2 separate regions of the Mus musculus genome follow, and region 2 is linked to region 1. Evidence: chromatin contacts called from public HiChIP or PLAC-seq data. All regions are on one chromosome and are shown on one strand. The core of a region is the stretch at or near the end of the contact, and the rest is flanking DNA. Distances in the headings are between cores, read along the strand shown. Region 1 has its middle 60 kb from the start of Gm51770. Region 2 has its middle 17 kb from the start of Tmem26.

What was found. HiChIP or PLAC-seq counts read pairs in DNA pulled down with a chosen protein or histone mark.
Region 2: a CTCF HiChIP or PLAC-seq map of the NIH/3T3 cell line shows a contact between it and region 1, with 5 read pairs. The contact joins two enhancer-like sites. A contact is called at or near these places in 1 of 39 promoter capture datasets (pre-B cells) and 1 of 15 datasets of contacts at CTCF or cohesin (the NIH/3T3 cell line).

Annotation. Positions count from the first base shown.
Region 1 is chr10:68,088,408-68,093,917 of GRCm38.p6, reverse strand. It overlaps a transcript of Arid5b not described here. Among named protein-coding and RNA genes, the nearest start is that of Gm51770, 60 kb to the left of the region's middle. Within about 2 kb of position 2,952, at least 65 of the 459 cell types and tissues checked have an H3K27ac peak or open chromatin away from gene starts, as enhancers often do. A contact at or near this core is called in the NIH/3T3 cell line, where this site is marked.
Region 2 is chr10:68,704,322-68,709,698 of GRCm38.p6, reverse strand. No RefSeq gene overlaps it. Among named protein-coding and RNA genes, the nearest start is that of Tmem26, 17 kb to the left of the region's middle. Within about 2 kb of position 4,053, at least 39 of the 459 cell types and tissues checked have an H3K27ac peak or open chromatin away from gene starts, as enhancers often do. A contact at or near this core is called in the NIH/3T3 cell line, where this site is marked.

The DNA of each region.
Region 1 (5,510 bases), core at 1,703-4,202:
AATGCAAAGACCTGGGGGCCGGGGAGGGGGGGTTACTCTCCCAGTAGAAGTAGTGTGTTATTTGTTTTCAAACTCCAAACGGAGATCTTGGAGATCTTTCAAAAAGACCATTGAATTTCTCATTGGCTGAGAAGGACATTTTTTAAAAGTCTTAAATCTGGCTTTGTTTGCATTGTTTGAGTTCAAGGGGCCTTATTATTGAATGGCATTGCACAAGCCTTTCTTTTTTGCAAGCAAACCATTGTTATTAGTTGTTCTGTAAAGGAAATTGTGGAATCCAATTGGCACTGGAGTCCTAAATCCATTTACCAAGTGTGGCTTCCGAGAAATGTTGTAATTCAAAATGTATCAAGCCCGTGAATTTGTTGGGGATTTGGAGATTCTAAATAATATTTAAAAAGATGTCATCTCTAGGCAACTTCGGGGGTCTCACTTTTGGAAATTCAACTTAAAAATAAAGTAGAAAGTAAAAATAAAAATACCACAACAGCCCAACCAAGTGTTAAGCTTAAAGTATTTTTTTCTTAGTAACTGATTCAAACATGTAGCGTTTGCCACAGGTCAGACTGGTTCATTTCCTAGCTAGAAGCTCCCGGCTTTACTTGTTCAACAGGACATCGACAGAAGGGTTTGTCTCAGTGTTGAGCTCACACAGCTTTGCCCTCTGGTGCATGACTCCTTGGGTCCTGTATTTCACTGTGTCGGTGTGTCTGATGGAAGTTTCAAGGTGGTCCCACGAAATATATTTTATGTAGTGTGCCTTCAAAGAGAACCATTTATCTCTCTTCTCGTGTTGTCCCACTAAGTCACATTTGGTGGTGGCCAGCCAAGTCCCGTGTGGTCTAGTCTGACTTATTATCCCGGGCTGAGAAAGGAACGGGAATGGTTTTGCCCCAGTGAGACCCACACCGCTGGAGCAGGGACTTTGAGCATCTCCGCTCCGGTGTTGACTGTTGATGTATTTGATATTCTGCTTATCTCCCAATGGCGGAAAGAACTCTGAAAAAAAAATAGCAGCGTAATCTCTTGGCTGTTTATACTTTTTTAAACTTCCCTGTGTTGTAAATATTGTACACTCTGAGTAACCCCAGCTATGTAACCTTGATGCTCTGTAAGGTGATATTTGTATATAGCAACCTGGCCCAGTGATGTTATATAATTTCCCAATGGAGAGGTTATTGAGTAGCCTTGGCCTCTAGTTTTAAACACTACCAGAAGAATGCTGAGCCAACTATAAACACTCAATTTTTGTATGTTTTCCAAATTGTACTTATTACCGCTTTTGATACTGTATTCTGTCTGTGCCAATGGTTTCCCAATCACATAGCAGGCAAGAGATATTTTGTACTTTTTGATCCACTGTAATATTTAATAAAAAATGTTACTATCTGTTTCCTTTGGGAGTGTCTGTCTCTTATTCCTGGGGAGCTTTGTGGCCAGAGCAAAGGACTTCCAGTCTCTGCTTTCCAAATTGGAGATGGTAATGTTGATAATGAGCGTAGCTTATTGGGGACCTACTAGAAGCTTCCTTCGCCTATGAATGGTTATGGCTGATTTACTAATGAGAAAATTATAGTTTAGAAAGGTTTTCACTTGCCAAAGAGTGTCTGACTAACAAATGATAGAGTCAAGATTTGAACTTGGCTAGGGAGGGTGGAGGAGGGACAGGAGGAGGAGGGCAGGCAGGATGCTAAATGTCTCCCATTTCCTAAGCTGCCAGGTCACATAAAGTTACTGTTTGTTGAGTTAGTCAACAAATGTACCTAGATACCTCCATTGCCAGGGCTTTGCTGTTTGGAACTGGGAACACAATGGAAATGGAAAGAGGCTCCCAGTGGAGCCTAAAAGTCTCACTGGAAAGAAGTCATTTACCCTTATAAGGTTAACAGCCCAAGGTGACCTCGTTCTGGGGGAGGAGTCTGATGACTAATGTGATACCTAAGAGGAAGTCACCACTGAACGGATAAGCGTGAGTTAGCTAGAGTGGACTGGGAGAGGGTAATTTAAGCATCAGAGAGCACATATTTAAAGGCCCCGAAGCAGGAATGAGTTGAATTTACAGTAATTGAACAGGGTCTGAGGGTGATAGCTTACAGGGCATGATTAACAGACAACAATGAATGAATGTGGTTAGGTGAGGTTAAAGTATGGTGGAGACCATCTAAGTAGGCCAGATTGAGCCTCTGGTCATTGTCCTGACCAAAAGAAGAGGTTTAAGCAGGGAGACCACCGAGTTAGGTTGTCCACACTGACATCATTCACAAAGAGCTGCCGAGTGGAGACAGGCAGAGTGCAGCCTAACATAGAAGTGGCAGACGTTTTGGGTGGTAGACTGGATGGCCACATCCCTGAGGGACTTGGAAGAAAGAGCACAGGGGTTGAAAATGCAGGAACTTGACGTCGGTATCAATAGCGTCCATTGGGTAGAGATGATAAAGATGTTGGGTCTTTCCCCGAAAGCCTGTGGGCTCGCCCCTGGCCCAACTCAACTTGCCAGCAGTCGAAATGAGGCATCCGTGACGCAGACCGACGGATTCCTTTCCTGAGGAGTCTCGGAGATAAGGCAGGAAGGGCAGGAATGGGGTCAGGGGAGGATTCCGGTGACAGTTGAGGCTTGAGGCCATATCACATCATCGGGATAGGCTTTGAGTAGACCGGAGAAATCAATTTGGAGGCAAGCATGCATGCCACTACAACAATGGACGTGTGGGACAGGGGCTTGGGGGGAGCATCCATTTAGATAAAAAGATAATCCAGGACCCCTTTTCTCATTAGAATAGACTCTCCAATGGACTACAAGGCCAGCAAGAGTCGTGACAACATAGCTGTGCTTCCCACCCTCTCCTCCCTGACTGCCATCCCTTTTCTAACGGGAAGGACCCTTAGCCCCATGGTCCTCTGACCATGACTTTGACCCACGTCTATCTCATCCTGTACTGTGGCTTGGTTGCATACAGCAGAAGGATATCTATCCCTCTGCACCACACTGAGCCTCTGTAGATGAGATTCAAGCACAACAGGAAACTTCATGATTTTTTTTTTTTTAAATCAGGTTTGCTTGGTAAATGTTGTCAGAACGGGACAATACCTTTGGTAAAGATTCACTTGGGGCACAAAAGCAATGAAAATACCTAATGATACATTCCAGGAAAACGGCCAAAGAGAACAAATGTTTTACAGCTGATAGCGATCAGGGTCTGAGTGGTTATTTACAGTAAGCCTAAGTGGAGAGGAAGAGCTGGAAATGACCAGTGGTCAGGAGTGGGGTAAGAGAAGAGAGAGCCATAAGGTTGATCTACAAAAATATAAATAAATAAATAAATAAATAAATAAATAAATAGATAGATAGATAGATAGATAGATAGATAGATAGATAGATAGATAGATAGATAGATAAATGAATTGCATTAATTTGTGCTACATGGATTCAGAATTCCTGAATTCAAGGACCTCTGGGCAAGTTACCAGAATTAACATTGTGAAGCATCTGTTGAAATAGCAGACTATTTTTAATCATGTTTTTCCAGGGCCACAGGCATCCAGCCAGCTGCCTCGTGTATAGGTCAGAACCACAGGCATTCAGCCAGCCACCTCGTGGTCACTCAGGTCTCTTCTCAGAATCCCCACTGCATTCATTGTTACTGACTCGCTGTGGGATCCAACTGTCCAGTATAACTTCCCGGGGGTGGGGTGGTAGAAATGTTTATGGAAGTCTTTTCCAATATCATGTCTCACGGCCAGTGTGGTGACTGAGCCCCTAAAATGTGCCCACTGTGACAAGGGAACTGAGTGCTGAATTCTGTCCGTTACATTTGAGGAGCCACATGTAGCGGGATATCAAACGGGACAATGAAGATCTAGAAAAGCCAGATGGCCAATCTGTCTTTGGCTACACTAACTGCAGATATTCCGTGTCTCCCCAACACAGTAAAGCAATGACACTGTGCCTCTCCTTCCCCATCCCCCCCAAAAAAGAAAGAAGAAATTAATTCATGAATGGTGATGCTCTATTTCATTGTGGATTTACACACTGCAGGAGTTAAATTCTCACTTAAGGAGTAAGTCAGTCACTGAACAAGCAACCACTAGGAGGTGCTCACGGGTATGGCCTCTGGCTCCAGCCCGACTTTTTTGGTTAAATCTAATGATGGGAAGAATAAACTCAGTTTTCAGAAAGTCTGTAACGTGCTAGATACAGCCACATTCAAGTCACCCTACTTCATTCTATGGCAGCTTATCATTCACTGTAGAGCCGAGAGAACCGCCAACATGAGATAGATTGCCCGGTAGCAAGGCCCTCGGGGTGGGGCACAGCATCTTGTATAGTTAAGTCTACTGACAACCATGTTTTGGTGTTTTTTTCAAGCCTGGGCCTGTCACTTCACTGATGCAGTGACGACTGGAGTAATTAATGATCTGACCATGCACACTACCCGCACTGCTTAAAACGTTGCTTTGGTTTGGTTTGGTTTTGGATTGGGGGAGGGGCAGAGGTCTCCATTCATCATTAGCCCTCATAGAAATCCACGACATAAGTACGATACTTATTTCCACAAAAATGAAAAGTAAACAAATGGTAAACATGACATGTATCTGTACTTGACAACTGTGAAAAAACAAGGCATTATTGAGATCTTGCTAACCTGTCAGGATGAGACATGCGGCCCTGTCGTGGTGGCTAAGCCTTCATCCGGTCATTTTGTCTAGACTCTTCTCCATCATCCCCCTCTTCAGCCCTAAAATTCCCCAAACTGAATCCTCCCAAAACCTCCAGGTCTCAGCCTTTTAAGGCAATTTGAGAATTAATGAGACAAAAAAGAGGAAAAACAATACAAGGAGAGGTTCTCAATAAATAGTGTTAGCAAAGAAAACAGAGCCAACGGATGGTTTAATTTATTAGAATCAAGCTTAGAGAACTGGGATTTTTAAAACATATTTTTTTTCCTAAGGTGGGGAAAAAAACTAACAAAATGTTCTGAAGCCCATAGAATTAAAGATTTGCTTGGCACGCAAATATTTCCTGTCCAAAAAGCACCAGGTTTGTATAGTTTTAGAACCGTTTCAAAGAACTGAAGACTAGGAATGGGTAAAGCGTTCTTTATGAGTTCTCTGTCATCTTATTGCCAAGATGCAGAAAGCTTAGTAAGATCCCGGCTACAAAGGCAGATGTTTTCACAGGTATATACATTCAGACAGATGCACTCATGTTTACATAAATAGATGAAATTATATACACAAATTATTTATTCAAACTATATTAAAATAATATTAAACCGTGCCCAAGAAAAGCTTATTCCAGACATATCAGGATAGTAGGAACTAAATTTTTTACTAACAAAATAATATACAGAATAAAATCCCATCTGGAATAAAATTAGGTTGAGCCCATATGTCAAGCAATGGACAGATGAACTCTTAGTGGAATTTCTGGCTGAAAAGATTTTAAAGAAAACACTAGGATAAATTCCTAACTCTCCTAGGGGAAAAGGCACCCTAACCACTACTCAGGA
Region 2 (5,377 bases), core at 2,804-5,303, 610 kb before region 1:
GAGTAATTTTCATTTGCATCTCTTCCAAGGGTGGTGAAGTTAATCATCTTTCATGTGATTATTTGCCCTCCTGCTTTATCTTTGAGGGACCGTATGCTCATTGAATTAGCCCATTCATGAATTTCGTTGCTTAATTGGTACTTACATTGTTTCCTGAGTTCTTTGTATATTCTCGATTCATCTTCTCTGTCAGATAGATAGAAGTTCTCCCATTCTGTGGGTTATTTCTTCATGATGTTATCTGAAAGGAAATAAAACTTGAGACCTGTGATTCATGTAATGTATGTCAAATAGCCCAAAGAGTTGTTTGTGAGCTTTGAAACCTGAGCTCCGCCGTTAAAATACCTCTTGTTGTTACATCAAGGTGTTATGTTCTGTTCGTGATTCTTGGGTGCACGCAGAATCGGGAGTTGAGTGGGGGTTTCCCCACTAGGTTCTTTCAGTCAACCATGTCACAAAGATACGTGCACAGTGGCATTTTTGTGGCAGTTTGGTTAGGTGCGCATCGACAGAGGAATACATACAGCTATAGTTTATGTACACATTGAATGCTTTACAGATATGAGGATGGAGCGACATCATTTGCAAGAAAGCAGATGCAACTGGAAGAAATTGTGTTGTGTCTTACAGACAACAATTTTCTTTCAGTCATGGGTCAGAGATCTGACATGTACACATGAAATGCTAATGCACAGGTAATGTGAAAGTGTAAATGAAACCATCTTGAAACCAAGAGAACGAATGTGAAGAAGGACAAGAGACGGGAGGATGTAGGAGAGCTCAGGAGGAGCTTATTATAAATCAAGCTTATTATATATCAAGCTTACTATATATGTACATAGAAAAGACCTTATACAACCCAGAACAATCAACTTTCAATAGGGTAGACACTCCATGCCCTGGCATTTAGAGTCACTCCTGGTGCAGAACTATACAAGACTGAGGTATGAGGAAAAATAGCCAGGAAGGCTGATGAGGTAACTCAATGCATGGCTTAGTGAACACAAATCTGGACAAAGCTAACTAATAACAAGAAAGCATTTAATTTGGGGAGTGATTTCCATTTCAGGGGGTAAGTCTGTGACCATCTTGGCAAACATCATGACAGGAGGCAAGCAGGTAAGGCTCTGGAGCAATTTCTGGGAGCTTATATCTGATCCCCACACAAGAGGTAGAAAGAGAGAGACTCTGTTTTGGGCCTCTCCTGGTGGCAAACATTTCCCAGAAAAGGCCATATCTCCTAATTTTTCCTATGCAATTCACAAGCTGAGAACCAAGGATTCAAATATATGAGCCCATGGTGGTCATTCTTATTGAAAATACCACAGTGGGTAAAGGTGTTTGCTGCCAAAGCACCTCCCCAACTTTGACCCCTGGAACCTACCCACATGGTAGAAATGGAGAATAGACTCTTGCAAGTTGCCCTTCCATGTCCGTGCATGCACATGCACACTGGCATGATCACATGTGTTAGATAAATAAGTATTAACCAAGGCAGGGATATGGGTTGGGGATAACTTCTGATGAGGGATCGCTGGTTGCAAACAGGAAAAAAACATCTGCCCAAAAGCCTGACATAAGCAGGGAAAGGAGCAACACTGAGTGAGGGTCTGGGCCTACTTCACTTGTCAAGCTGGCAGGCTAGTCTCAGTGCAGGCTATGATAACGTTTGTAAACCTCCCCTTTTATGGATTTACTCTTATTGTTTTTTAATGCTGTATATCTATGTGACACTGCCCATGTGCTTAGGTTCCTGTGGAAGTCAGTGGCCTCAGATTTCCCTGGAACTGAGGGTACTAGAAGTGGGGAGCTGCTGGGAGCTGATGTCCAATCCTCTGCTGGAGCAGGAGGAGGTTCACCAGTGAGCCTTTGGTGGCCAGAAGCATAGGCATCGAGGCAAAGCTCTCAAGTGAGCCCAGTCGAGTTTCTGAATCATATGGCTCAAGGCTTGGATGGAGTTCATTGAGCAAGAGCCATGTCTGAGATCTATGGCATCTTTAGATCTATCATTATGTCTAACATGCTGGTTATATTTATAAAACAGAGCTGTAACAACATCTGGAACCTTTACATAAGAAATTAAGGTTGACTTGCATGCCAGATCGATTTATATTCCTTGATAAGATGGCAAAGCAAAGATTTATTTTACTTTGCACTCTCATAAGTAAGATTATTATTCATACTTCATTTTTGCAAATTGGTGGTAACCCAACTGCAGTCAAATCAAGAGCTCACATGCCAAGTTTTGGTCTGAACAAGTTTTGTATCCAATACACACTTGGCCACAAAAAAAAAAATGAGGAGATAGAATAATAGAAAAGAAAATGTTTTGCTTAGTCTGAGGTTTAAAATACATATGAATAGGGTCCTTGTGGGGTATGGCTAGTTAGTATCTGCTAACCCCTGATGTATTTTACTGTCTATTTGTGATTTTCTCCTCATGTTTAATATCAACAGCTGTTCAGTAACATAGTGAACCACATGGAACAAAATTTATAGATATCAAAGACAAAGCCAGAAAATTACTCTATTCTTGGCACTATTCCTTCCTGGGAAAGCACTACATATTTTCTTTCTGTTGATGCTGTGTTTAATAAAGTTATGTGATTGGTTAGATTTAGGTTGAGCCTAGTGTGTTTTGTTTTCTTTCTTTATGACTCAGTGACAAAAAGAAACACAAAACCTTCTGCTGGCTTTAATCACACAATTCTTTTTTTCTGTGTAATTTGAACAAAAGAAAAAATAGTTGAGAAAATATTCTCAGAAGGATTCTTGCTCGGAGTGGTAGGTGGAAGGTGAGAAAGGATTGAGAGGAAAGTAGACTAATTCAGCATATTTTCTACTCTTGACATTTTTTTTTATTTGATGCTGCTCTTCCTTGCAATTCACTCTTTTCTGAAGTGTTCATCCCCATGGTCTAGAGTTCTATACAGGAAAAAGAAAAAAAGAACTGCCCATCATTCTGACCATTAGGGCTTACCATACTGAAAGACATGCTGAAAACATCTTAGGAAAGCTAATTGAGATGAAACTGTGCTCCCATTGTTAACAGCAATGATTCATACTCCATATGTTCAACTCCACCAACATCTCTGTGTTACATGGGACAATCACCATCTAGATGTGACCTTTATAGAAGAGGCTAGCCCATAGGATCAGTCATTTGGAGATTACCATGATGCATGTGCCTCCTCTGGTCCTCTGGTGCCTTATGGAAACATTGGTCATGGAAGAATTCTAGAACCTTCGCTAGAAGAGTGAATCTTTGCTGAATTTCCCAAGTCAGCCAGGACAGTGAATGAGAAGGAAGAGTGGCCTTAGCTGCCTGGAAGTTTCCCAAAGGTGTCTACCTCCAAAAGATGTTTCCTAAGTTTTGGAAACTTATAAACATTTTTTAAAGTTTATTTATTTTTAATGTATGAGTGTTGGCCTTCATGTATGTATGTGCATTCAGTACTTGCTGAGGCCAGATGAAGTCACCGGGTTTCGTGGAACTGGAATTACAGATGACTATGAGCCAGCGTGTGGGTGCTGGAAACCCAACCCCGTTTTCTGCAAGAACAGCAAGTGCTGTTAGCTGCTGAGGTGTACCTCCAGTGCCAGGTGTAGAAACATTTAATTCAAGATAAACCCATCTTAACAAAGTCATGTGTACACCATGCAGCATTCCTAGCAAACTCTGTTACACAACAGACTCATACTTTTAAGGAACTTTGACATGTGCTATCATGAGATCTGAAGAGATGCTGTGAGATGAAAGGGGATATATTTCATTCCCGTTTTACAGAGGGAGGAATCTAGATGTCACAGCTGACAAATGATTCCTTCTAGGCCATGTGGCCTGTGCATCAGAAAGTTCAGAAGACTCTTTTCTTCGTCTTTTGAATATTGTGTAATCACTCAAGCTTCTGATTCACACAAGGAGTCATAAAACTAGAAATGATGGCTGAGATTTTTCTGATTTCTAAATTTTGCAACAACAGGATGACAACCATGACTAAGTAGGCAAGAGTCACAATGCACATGAACAAGTAAGGAGGAGTAGACCGCTGGCTTTGGAGATTCACATCTGCATGAGTCAGAGTTCCCAAGAGAAACTGAATCAACCACAATCCACTTTCCACATCTAGATCCAGTTTGACACTGAGAAGGACTGAGAGGGATCCATAGAAACAAGAAATAACTGTGAGTCTCAGTTCTTTGACCTCCAGAACAGAAAGACGTTCTCCTTCAAAAAGACAGACAGACAGGAGGAATCTCTTCTTCTCTTGGAGGAAAACTCAGCATCTTCCATTCACATCTTTGATTTGCTGCATGAGAACTTCACACACTGTGGTCCAGCGCTAATCTCATCCAAATTCAGACTTGCAGAGATATGCAGAACAATGGTTGGATTCTTGGGTATCCTGGGGCCCACCCAAATTGACCACAGACACAACTCTTATAATTTTTCTCTTCTGAACTTACCTACCATCCCCATCATACACCTACAGTAATCATATATAATCAGCAAGTGAGAAAAAGAAAAACACCATGCTCCTATACCAGACTACATCTATCCTATGTATAATTAAAAATTAGGTCTTTCCTCGGAAGATGATGTAAAGTATTTTGCTTCTCTCCTGACATCTCATCAGAATGTAATGCCCTGAATTGAGTCCATCACTCTATATTCATATATGAAAGCCTCAGACCCGACCGTATCTGAAGACAGGGGCATTTGCAGGTCACCGAGAACAGATGGATGTATAGAGGTAAAGCCTTAGCCCAGGAAGACTGGCTTTCTTAAAGAAAAAGGCAGTGCGAAGTAGAGGGGGAAATGCCCACATGGAAACATATCCAGAGGTAGCCTTTTAAATCCGGGGGCACAAGGGTCACTAGGATATAATCTGCTGGGACTTCGTCTTGGAATGTCAGGCCTCTAGAGCTGAGAGAGAATGAATGTCTACTGGTTATGTTACAAAGTCTAATTTGGCCTCCTGATCCTAGATGAAAGCTTAAAATATTTGTTATGATCTCAGAGGACAAATGTTAGTTTTAAAGCATCAGTCCAATGGTGGGTATGTGCTCATTATTTTGATTTCTCTCTTCAATTCACATGCTGGACCTAGATCTTAAGTGAAGCTCTTCTTTAAAAAAAATCAACCAGACAACATATTTTCCTGATGTTTAGAGAGTTGGATCATAAATTCCTCAATGTCTTGGGCAAGATTCCATATTATGGTTTCAAAACAGTATGTTGGTGTCACCAGTCATAGGGAGGGAGGCTGAAAAAAAGAATAAACAAACAATTTTGAGTACTGTGGTGATTAATATAATTATCAAGTTTGTGCAATCCAGAAACATTTGGAACGCAGGTCACTTGGCATGAAAGTGA